Regions from separate parts of the Mus musculus genome. Here region 1 is linked to region 2. The links are chromatin contacts, called in public Hi-C maps. All regions are on one chromosome and are shown on one strand. The core of a region is the stretch at or near the end of the contact, and the rest is flanking DNA. Distances in the headings are between cores, read along the strand shown.

Region 1 (5,558 bases), core at 2,171-4,670, 190 kb before region 2:
AAGGAGAAAAATAAACATCTGGAAAGGCAATTTCCCCTGTGCTGTTTGAACCTGCTTGGCTTGTTATAACCCTGGGGTTAGTTAATTACAAACAGGATAAACGGGACAAGAGAATGGGCAGGGAGATTGGCAGGGAGCCAACAAATCCACGGACCCCCCTGAAGCCCTTGAGGGTGTTTTGTGGAAGTGAGGAGGAAGACAAGGGGTCAGCAATCGAGGAGGAGGCTCAGCAGCTGGTAGGGGAGGGGAGTTCAGGCTGCTGAAAGAAATGTTGCCAAGAGCACCATTTTGTTGGCTGGCTAGGAGGCTCAGATTGAGCAATACCTGAGATTTCAAACAGAACACTGAAAAGCGCATTCCTTATGAATTTTTAAAATCAGCTCGGTCTCCTTGTCGGAGACCTATAAATTAGAAGAAACACAGAGAAGCTTCGGGGTTTAGTTCTTCTGTTTCTATGCTAAACCTTATCAGCATGACTCAAGCCAGAAGTTAAAATTGGCGTCTGTTCCTCTTGAGGTCTCCTCGCCACAGGTAGCTGGCTGCAACAGAGAAGCAATCAAAGTCAACTTAAAACTTAAGAATTCATTTTCTTAAGGGACTTCCAGCCCGGGGAACACACCCACACAGAGCTGTGTGCAAGCAGATAATTGGTAGTGAATACATTAAAGGCAAAAGCCTATTCATGTGTCCTGAAATAAGCCAAAGTCTACCAGGGATGACTGGGGAGAAGATTTTAAAAGACAAGTAAGAGGGCTTCATAGCACCCAGACTCTCTGAGGGAGGGTGCTGGGGATGACCTGGGATTCTCAGGCATCTCACCACAGAGCTCCATCCAGAAGCCACAAATACCTAGTTGTTTGGTTGGTTGGTTGGTTTTTTGGTTTTTTGAGACAGGGTTTTTGTTGTTGTTGTTGTTGTTTGTTTGTTTGTTTTGTTTTGTTTTTAGAGCCAGGATTTCTCTGTGTAGCCCTGGCTGTCCTGGAACTCACTCTGTAGCCCAGGCTAGCCTCGAACTCAGAGATCCGCCTGCATCTGCCTCCCAAGTGCTGGGATTAAAGGCGTGCGCCACCACTGCCCAGCAAGATTTATTTATTATTATATATAAGTACACTGTAGCTGTCTTCAGACACACCAGAAGAGGGCGTCAGATCCCATTACAGATGGTTACGAGTCACCACTTGGATGCTGGAAACTGAACTCAGGACCTCTGGGAGTGCGGTCAGTGCTCTTAACCGCTGAGCCATCTCTCCAGCCCCAACACCAGTTTTTAAAATGTATATCAATTATGTAAAATGGCGGGCTTCACTGTGACATTTTCAGATGTACATAGAGTGATCCTGGGTCACCCTCTGCCTCGGTGGTGGTTTGAATGGCATGTTTCCCATAGACTCTGGTGTTTTAACACGCGGATCCCACTTAGTGGCGCTGTTTGGGGAGGTCTAGAAGCGGTTGTCTCCTGGAGGGAGTTCATCACTTGAGGCGGGCTTTGGGGTTTCCAAGCCTCACAAAACTCCCATTTGCTCTCTCTTTCCTCTTACAATTCAAGATGTGAGCCCTCTGCTCCCTGCTCCTGCTGTCATGCCTTTGTGCTGCCTTCATGGACTCTAACCCTCCCTCTAACTCTCCTGAGCCTATCATAAGTGTTTTCCTTTGCAAGTTGCCTTGGTCATGCTGTTTTCTCGCAGTAACAGGAAAAGAATGGATTCACTCTCTTCCTCGATCTTGTTCCTCCCCTTTCCCTCTTCTCTCCTAATAATCGGGCTTCTACTTTCATATTTTTCTCTAGTGCTGAAGATCCAACATAGGAACTTGTGTATGCTTGTAGTCTCCCTTGCTTGCTCTTCCTTGCAAGCTCTCTCTCTTCCTCACTCTCTCCTACCTCTCCTTTTTTCCTTCCTTATCCCTCCCCCATCTCTCCCTCTCCCTTCCCCTTTCCCCTTCTCTCTCTTTCCCCTTTCCTCTCCCTCCCCTCCCTCTCTTACCTTCTCTCCACTCCTCTCTCCCTCTTTTCTCTCCCCTCCCCTCCCCTTCTTATCTAGATTTGAGGGAATGCCATCTGGATCTGAGTCTGGCTATGAAGTTTGTCACTTCTGCCTGTTATCAATGGTGCTTCGTGGTTCTTAAGTAGTGTGTGTGTGTGTGTGTGTGTGTGTGTGTGTGTGTGTGTGTGTGCGCGCGCGCGCTTTTTCTTTACTTGCCTGTCAATGGCCAATTGAGATGATTCTATAACTTGGCTGCTGTGAAAAGGTCTGTGGATGGGTGTGGCCATCTCTCTGGTGTGCTGACCCTAAGCCAGGAGTGCTATAGCTGAATCTTACGGTGCTACATCTTTTGAGGGGTCCCCATGATAATTCCCACAGTGGTTGGAATGGCCCGTATATGAGGTATCTTTTTCTCCCGCATCTTCTAAGCCCTTGTCAATTGCTTGTTTATTTTTGTGGTATTGGGAATGGAACCTAGGACCTCATCCACACTAGGCAACTGCTCTACCACTGAGTTACAACTATGAGGTCTGTCTGCCCCACCCCAGCATAGCTGTAGCCATTTTGTTCCAAGCCTGCCAGCTATTTCATATTGTTGCTGTAATGTGACCGTCAGTCATTGACCCAGAAAAATAACTTGACTCAGAGCAGGGTCATGCTGACCACATAACCTGTTGTGTTCTGTATGTTATGAGGTTCATTAATCTTAAGAAATTCAAATGTAAGCTCCACGTAGGACCAATCAGAATAAAGGTCCATTAGAACTGTTTGTCTAGCTAGAAATAGCTCGGGTCAGGGCAGCACTTCCTGCACCTGCACATGAGATCACTATAGGTTTTTTTGTTCTTCTTTATAAGCTGGCCCTGAGAAATGTTTGGGGCCCGTAGCCTCGGCCCCCAGATTCTGAGTTACAACCCTAATCGATCATCAGTATTAGGGTGCACTTTCAAGAAACCATCCCTGTCTAAGACCGTGTTTGTGTGGTTTGTAGGGTGACTCCTGGACCCCAACAACATCCACAGCAGCCACAGCCTATTTTACTTTGAGACAGGGTTTCTCTGTGTAGCCCTAGCTGTCCTGGAACTCTCTCTGTAGACTAGGCTGGCCTCGAACTCAGAGATCCGCCTGCCTCTGCCTCCCGAGTGATGGGATGCCACCACCGCCCGGCTTCATTTTACTTTTTTTTAAAGACAGGCTTTCCCTTAATTGCTCAGGTTAACCTGTAACTCATCTCCGCCCCCCTCCCCCTGTCATTTAATTTCAGGTGGAAAAGAGCAAGCGATCTACTCACAGTGACTGACAGCAACCTGAGGGCCGGGGGTGGGGGTGGGGGGGGCGGGGGGGGGGGGCAAGACCGGGGCTGGGGGGGGGGAGGCAGCAGAGGGTCTGCACACTGTGACAGCTGACATCAAGCCCCAGCTTATTCATTTGAGAAACACACGGGAAACCATATGTTTCCGTTCCCCATCTGGAACTCTTTAACACGTCTGCTTTCTTCAGAGGGTGTTGTAGAAAATTTTAATCCCTGTTTGGGGTTTTTTACCTGCCTTTGACCATATTTGGTTGCCAGATAAAAGACACACATAACCTTTATATTTACAATAAGCTTTAATCAGCACTAGAGCTGAAGAGATACCTCCCCTCTATGCAATTAAAGTCTTATTTCCCCAGTAAACCAGAGTTATTACTTACTATGCTTTATCTGGGCTGCTCTTAACTCCAGTTGGCCAGCCCTCAGGGCCATGTTTTCTTGACTCCCAACCCATGGTGGCTTCTCCTTCTTCCACCTTCTTTTCCCCTTTATGGTTCTCCTCTGACCCACAAGCCCCAGAACCCTAAACCCAACCTATATCTCAGCTATCGTCTGTTGGCATCTTCTTCACCAGTCAGAATAACCTAGGGGCATGGTCACCTGGGTCTCTGTATTATTAGCCTTAGAATACAAGCAGCACCAGGCCAACCCACGACAGAGAGAGACAGAGAGAGAGCACAAGAGTGCACACTGTAATACTAGAGTTGATTCTCACCTGTACATTTTAAAATTGTCTTATCTGCCGTATTCATCACCCATGCAGGAAGCAGAGCAGAGAAATTCTGCCTTTGATGCTCCAAGTGTTGAGCATTCAGGTGCTTGTCTTTAGTCACGTCTGGAAGATGTAACCCCACTTCCTGAGGAGTCCGGAAGACGTAACCCCACTTCCTGAGGAGTGCAGGCCTTGCCAGACACCCTAGGTCTTCAGATGCGTGTAATGTAATATGGCACCCGAACATCAGCTTGTTTTCGGATGGGTTGGCTCTGCGGGAAAATGGAGGAGGCTTGCACAGAACTTCCATATTGGATCATAGAAGGCTATAGTAAGAATACCCCTTTTTTCCCCCCAGTGGCTGCAATGGCTAATCCACTCTGGCCTTGAACTTGTGATCCTGTTGCCTCAGCCTTCCAAGTAGCTGAACCTACAGACCGGAGTCATGAGGCCCAGTTGTCTGTCTGTCTGCCTCCCTCCACCTTCCTTCCTTCCTTCCTTCCTTTCTTTCTTTCTTTCTTTCTTTCTTTCTTTCTTTCTTTTTTTCCTTCTTTCTTTTTTTCTGAGACTGGGTTTCTCTGCATAGCTCAGGCTGTGCCGGAACTCTCTCCATAGCTCAGGCTAGCCTCAAACTCAGAGAAGTGCTTGCTACTGCCTCCTGAGTGCTGGGATTAAAGGCAAGCACTACCACCACCTGGATATCTCTTTTATTTAATTCTCTTGTCTTATTGCTTTGGCCAGGAATTAAATCACTATACTGAGAGTAGAGAAAGTGAACACTCTCATTTTGTCCCTGACTTTAGAGGAAATGTTTTCAGCACCACCCCCCACCAGCCCCAGTTCAGTATGATGAAGCTGATTAACCATCCTCAAGACTGTGTCATTATAGTTCAGGTTTTTTTTTTTTTTTTTTTTTTTTTTGCTGTTGTTTTGTTTTAAGACAGGGCATTACCATGTATCCCTGGCTGGTTTGGAACTCTCTCTATAAACAAACACACAGCTGTCCTCCCGTTTCTGCCTCCCTCGGATTTAGCTTGCAGGTGTGTTTGGCCACACCCTGCTACATTTCAATTCTTGGGATACTAAAATTGCATCCATCCTTGTGACAGCAGCTCCAGGGGTCATTTCCTACTGTGACTCTACATCTTTAATGATTTGACAGTGTTCATTTGAACAGATAGAGAAACTAGCAAAATAAATAAATAAATAAAAATACCAAGCAAGCAAAACCCAGCATGCCTCTTCTGTCTCTGTGAACTTCTTTTTTCTCTCTCTCTTTTTTTTATTAGGTATTTTCCTCGTTTACATTTCCAATGCTATTCCAAAAGTCCCCCATACCCACCCACCCCCAATCCCCTACCCACCCACTCCCCCATTTTGGCCCTGGCATTCCCCTGTACTGGGGCATATAAAGTTTGCAAGTCCAAAGGGCCTCTCTTTCCAGTGATGGCTGACTAGGCCATCTTTTGATACATATGCAGCTAGAGACAAGAGCTCCGGGGTACTGGTTAGTTCATATTGTTGTTCCACCTATAGGGTTGCAGTTCCCTTT
Region 2 (5,359 bases), core at 446-2,945:
CCAGCAAGCGTGAGGGCCCTGGGCTGGGTCCCCAGCGCTACAAAGTAAGATAGGAAAAGTTTCCCACTGGAAACCTTATATGCTAAGAGCCTCTAGGAGTCACACTGGGCATTGGAAAGATCAGCTCTCACACCTCCCAAGTCCACCGATATCTCTGCAGACACCACTGCCCAAGAGAGGATTTTCTGAAATGACAAACCTGATGTGGCTGCTCTGAAGACATGAAGGACAAATCACTTGAAGCACAGGTGGAGAACCGAATTTTTAAATTTCATTTAATTCTGACGAACTTAAGTAAGCTTTACGGCTCTTTTGATAGCACAGTTAGGTAACCTACTACTAAATAACACAACTCTAGGGAGAAGATTCTTAAATATTCAGAAACATTAAGTAACTTCCCTTCTTAGGATTCACTAAGACGCAGCTCTGTCTAAACAAATTACCAAACCCTTTTACTGAAGACCCTTGCAAAGCATCTTTTTAATGATCAGGTTAAATGGCTCCTCTTTGGCGGGCCTTGAGGATCAAACATAAAAATCAATTAATCTCACCCCAGAGACTCAAACTGTTTTTTAAATACGTTCCTGCCAGGCAGGGTAAGCCCCCCACCCACCCATTAAGAAGCCACAGGCAAGATGGCTACAAGTTCAAAGCCAACTCACTATATATATATATTTTTAATTTGTTTGTTTCTCAAGACAGGGGTTTTGTGTGTGTGTGTGTACCCATGTCTGCCTGGAACTCCCTCTGTAGACCAGGCTGGACTGGCACTCAGAGATCCACCTGCCTCTGCCTTCCAAGTGCTGGGATTAGAGACGTGCCACCACCGCGCCACCACTACCTGGCCTTGATCTACATTTTTGAAAAGGGAGGGTGGGATGGAGACATGGAGAGAAAAAAAAATTATGTTTCTTATTTATTATTTCATCCTTCCACGAGGCTACAAAAGAGGCTGAGATGGAGAAGGGGGTAGCCTCAACGCCTCCCTGAACTGCAAGGTACCCACAGGTGTGAACGCACAACGGTGTCACGACTCTTCGCAGGTGAAGACATTTTGAGATCTCACCCAGGACCCAGTTAACACCCAGCAAACCCACATGGGACCCTACTATTTTGTCTCAATACATCTTCCCATAAAATAACATAGGATATCGGTATTATCACCACCACCAAATGTTAAAAGGACCGAGACCCTGAGGGGTGATGTCATTGATCCAACGCCTTGACGAAACCAACGAGCGGAGGCTCAACTCCGAACCCGTATGGACATAAAAAGGCTACGCTCCGAGTGTGGGCACAGAGTCGGGGGGCCTCTGCATCGCCCCGCGGGCTCCGGAGAACCGTAGCCGACGCCGAGTGTAAGCTCTGCCACCGCCGGGACCCGCACAGCCCCAGCACGGCACCCGCTACCCCGAAGCCAAGCGGATGGCAAGATGCTCGAGTCCAGGGTCGCTCTGCTCGCCCAGGCCGGCCGGAGCCTCGAGCCGCGAGCAGCCGCCGCCCCCTTCCCCCGCGCCGCCGCTTCCGTCTGCGCCCTCCGCGGCCGTGGGCGCCGCAGCCTCCGCCCGGGCAATCCCGCCGCCCCACTGCCCGCGCTCCGGGTCCGGTCCCCGCCGCCCGCCGCGTTGGCCGCCGCAGCCGCCCGCCTCACCTGCGTGTCCGCCGCCATCCTGCCGGCGCCCAGTCCGGAACCGCTTCCGGAGCGCTTCCGGGTCACAGCAGGGCCCACGCGGCAAGGCGAGGCCTGGCGCCCCCGGGCGGGAGGGCGGCCGCAGGTCGTGCTCTGCAGCCCCTGGGCGCGGGATCTCCTCGATTCGGCCTCCCCCGGACAGCGCCCTGCAGCTCTGGCATCCTTGGGGGGATCCCGGGTCCAGCACCGACACCCCCCATCGTGCTGTTTCCTAGGCCCCAGGAATGAACCCAAAGACTAGTCTCAGGCCCAAGAGGCTTGGAGGTTAGAACAGGTGATGGTGAGGTACGCGGGAGGGATGCAGGGATGACCCGGGAATTGCGTGACCTGCTGGGAGCCTCAACTGCAGACAGCTAGGGACAGGGTTGAGGAAGAGTTCGATGTCTTAGGACAATTATTGAATTTTTACTATAACTCAAGAGTGTGCTTGGAGAATGCGGTCTCCAGGCTTCTTGGCCCTCAGCAGTGGCAACTATACAGATGGGGGGCCGGGCGTGGTGTCGCACGCCTTTAATCCCAGCACTCGGAAGGCAGAGGTAGGCGGATTTAAGGCCAGCCTGGTCTAAAGTGAGTTCCAGGACAGCCAGGGCTACACAGAGAAACCCTGGGGGGTGAGGGAGGGAGAAGAAAAAAAAATATATATATACACACACATAGATGTATAGTGACGTCACAAGGTTAATGATAGCAATAGGGCATTGCATTTGATACAGTATTCACCTACTTGTTAGAGCCCATTTTTTAAATCCTCAGCTTTTCAGACTTAACACTTACTGAATGCCTATATGAACCAACATCAAACTACTATCGGGTTAGAGGTTGCAATTCTAGGGTAACTTTTTGTCTAGTTACCTGTGATGCACAGGCAGTATTTTAGCTCTTGCAGCAGCTTTTTACATAGCAAGTTATTCTAGTTTGCACCCCCGATTAGTACATCAAAGCAACCCTACATGCACACCTTAGTGGCTAGTTATTAACTGCCCCTGTATTCAAGACTTAATCTACCAAGAAAAAACTTTAGCCAGCACGTGGAAACTCAACTACACATCTAAACTACACAAACACAAGTATAACTTCATTACTAAACACACAGCAGTGACTCAATTACTGCAGGCAGAAGGCTGAGGCAGATCAACTTCTACACCAATCCTCATCTCAAAAGGCACAATCAGGCCCGAGTTCAATCACCACTCACCTGGATACTCCTTGCCATAGCTCAGTATCACCATCTCAGGCCCTCTCAGACTTCAGTCCTTAAACCACGCCTAGCTCAAACCCAGCCTTCTACCCCTGCCTCAGCCTTAAGCAACAGGGCTCTGGACCTGCATCACTCTGCCTTGGAGCAGTAAGGCTACCTATGAACAATGGCTTGGACATCCAGTGATATACAGAAAGCAGACCCAGATACCAAACCATATAGATTTGGTATGGCTCATAGGTCTCTTAACCATTGAGCTTAGTATACATATATATTATGTATACATATGATATATATCCAACATGGACTACCATAGGAATATAAAGGCCAGGCTTGGGGCTTGATGACATACACCTTTAATTCACACCTGGAAAATCTTTGTCCCAGACTAGCTATGGCACCAAGTCAAGAGACTGTCTCAAAAAACAAACAAAGCCCACAAAAACACTAGGAGCTTTAATTTTAGAAACAAAGATGCCAACACAAAGTAAACAGTAGCGGTTTTGCTTTTTCATCCTGCTTAAGTGAACAAACTAAATAAATCCAGACCGGAGTTTTAAGAGAAGTAAGCCTTTATTTCCATCTTTCTCAAATTAAGCAGGCTGACTTGGTTGCTTTGGCGGGATTAGTCGAAGAGACCGAATCCCATATCCTCATCTGATTCCTCCGACTCTTCCTTTGCTTCAGCTTTGGCAGGGGCTGCAGCAGCCGCAGGGGCAGCAGTGGTGGCAGCAGCTGCAGGGGCAGCAGCCGCAAATGCAGATGGATCAGCCAGGAAGGCCTTGACCTTGAGGGAGAAAAGGCAGTCAGCATGATCATAGTTCTACCACCTACACTCTTCCTGCTAAGAACTGACTGTCCTGTGGCAGCTTTCCAGTGAGATTACCCACCAGGGGTTCTTTCTGAGCATAGCCTGCTGGCTGGACACTTGGGCCCAGCTCTAGGGGTCTAGTCTTTTAAAATGAGAGCATGCATGCCTCCACTAATATGCATTTCCCCCCACTTTTATTAACAAAGGATCTGACTAGCTCAGGGCAGACTCTAGCCTGAATGAAAGGCCACCCAGTTTTCACCCAATACCAAACAGGACATGGAGCTTGGTTTAACAGCTTAGTTGGTAAGGTGCTGGCTTAGTGGGGAAGCACTGGTACTAGTAACAAGCCCCAACCTGGATTCAAGGTCACCCAACTACAGCTTAAGATCAGCTTTGGGGCTGGAGAGATGGCTCAGTGGTTAAAAGCAGTGACTGGGAATTCTGAAAATCTAAGCTCCCAACCTCCAGTAATGGGATTTGATACTCCTTTCTGGAGTGTCTGAAGACAGCAACAGTGTACTCATATAAATAATAAAACTTAAAAAAAAAAAAAGACCAGCTTTGGCTACATGAAACCCTGTCTTGTCTCACAAGGTACCTACTGTGTGACATAGCATGAATACACTAACTCAGCAGACTGCCACTTGCCAACCCGTCAGGCCTCTGTGGTCCTGAAAGGACAGCCTTACCTTTTCAGTAAGTGGGAAGGTGTACTCAGTCTCCACAGACAATGCCAGGACGCGCTTGTACCCATTGATGATGGAGTGTGGCACCGAGGCAACAGTTGGGTACCCGATCTGCAGACACACACTGGCCACGTTGCGGACACCCTGTATGCAGACAAGAATGACATTTTAGCTCCCCTCAGTTCAGTCTCAAGCCTGGGCAGAGCCAAGAGCCATCAGTTTGTGCTCACCCTTCCTCCAGACCTGGCTGTTCAATATTCCTTACAGTGACTTCTGAAAATCTACTCTGTTAGCCTAGTTACTGAGCACTATTAGAATATTAATCCATTTCCAGATGTGATTTACCAGTAATGAAACCTTTTCCCAATCTTGAATTATGAGTGGGGGTGGGCATGGTTGGAGTTAGAAATATAAACTATATAAATAACTCAAAAAAATGTTAAGATTAAAATGCTAAATCTATAGATGCATGTCTAATTTCAGTAAGTTATTCACTCAAGGAAACAATTTTCCTTAAGCTGGGCAGTGGTGGTGCACACCTTTAAACCCAGCACTTGGGAGGCAAAAGCAGGATTTCTGAGTTCAAGGCCAGCCTAGTCTACAAAGCCCAGGACAGCCAGGGCTATACAAAGAAACCCTGCCTCAAAACAAAACAAAACAAATCAAAAAACAAAAAAGGTCAATTTAATGGCAAAAGCCTGGTGTGGGACAGTCTTTAAAAAGATAGAGTAATAACAATTTAAATTGTTAGCATTAAATTGTATTCATCTCTCCTTGACTCAATACTCAAAATCTCACCGACCAGCAATGTTCTATTTTGTTTGAGACCTAGCTGTCCTCAAACTCACAAGAGGGTGCCTGCCTCCGCTGGGATTAGACACAGCCCCCACAGGCAGTGTTTTGCTATCACAGGCTAACAACCTTTAGAGTCCCAGCACATGACCTCCTGCCCAACTCTATTTTCTGCAGAT

The links. Hi-C and Micro-C count contacts between places; a contact is called where the count stands out from the background.
Region 1: a Hi-C map of CD8 T cells shows a contact between it and region 2, with 2.2 times the contacts expected there. The contact joins the enhancer-like site here to the promoter of Gcn1 in region 2. A contact is called at or near these places in 1 of 39 promoter capture datasets (pre-B cells), 1 of 484 Hi-C or Micro-C datasets (CD8 T cells), 1 of 115 datasets of contacts at active chromatin or transcription factors (effector CD8 T cells) and 1 of 9 other capture datasets (pancreatic islet).

What each region holds. Positions count from the first base shown.
Region 1 is chr5:115,753,588-115,759,145 of GRCm38.p6, reverse strand. No RefSeq gene overlaps it. Among named protein-coding and RNA genes, the nearest start is that of Bicdl1, 25 kb to the right of the region's middle. Within about 2 kb of position 3,420, at least 32 of the 459 cell types and tissues checked have an H3K27ac peak or open chromatin away from gene starts, as enhancers often do. A contact at or near this core is called in CD8 T cells and effector CD8 T cells, where this site is marked.
Region 2 is chr5:115,561,599-115,566,957 of GRCm38.p6, reverse strand. It overlaps Gcn1 (GCN1 activator of EIF2AK4), which reads right to left and starts at 1,695. Exons shown (of 58, transcript NM_172719.2): 1 at 1,652-1,695. The coding sequence starts at 1,669. Rplp0 (ribosomal protein, large, P0) reads right to left here. Exons shown (of 7, transcript NM_007475.5): 6 at 4,392-4,532; 7 at 3,229-3,675. The coding sequence ends at 3,514.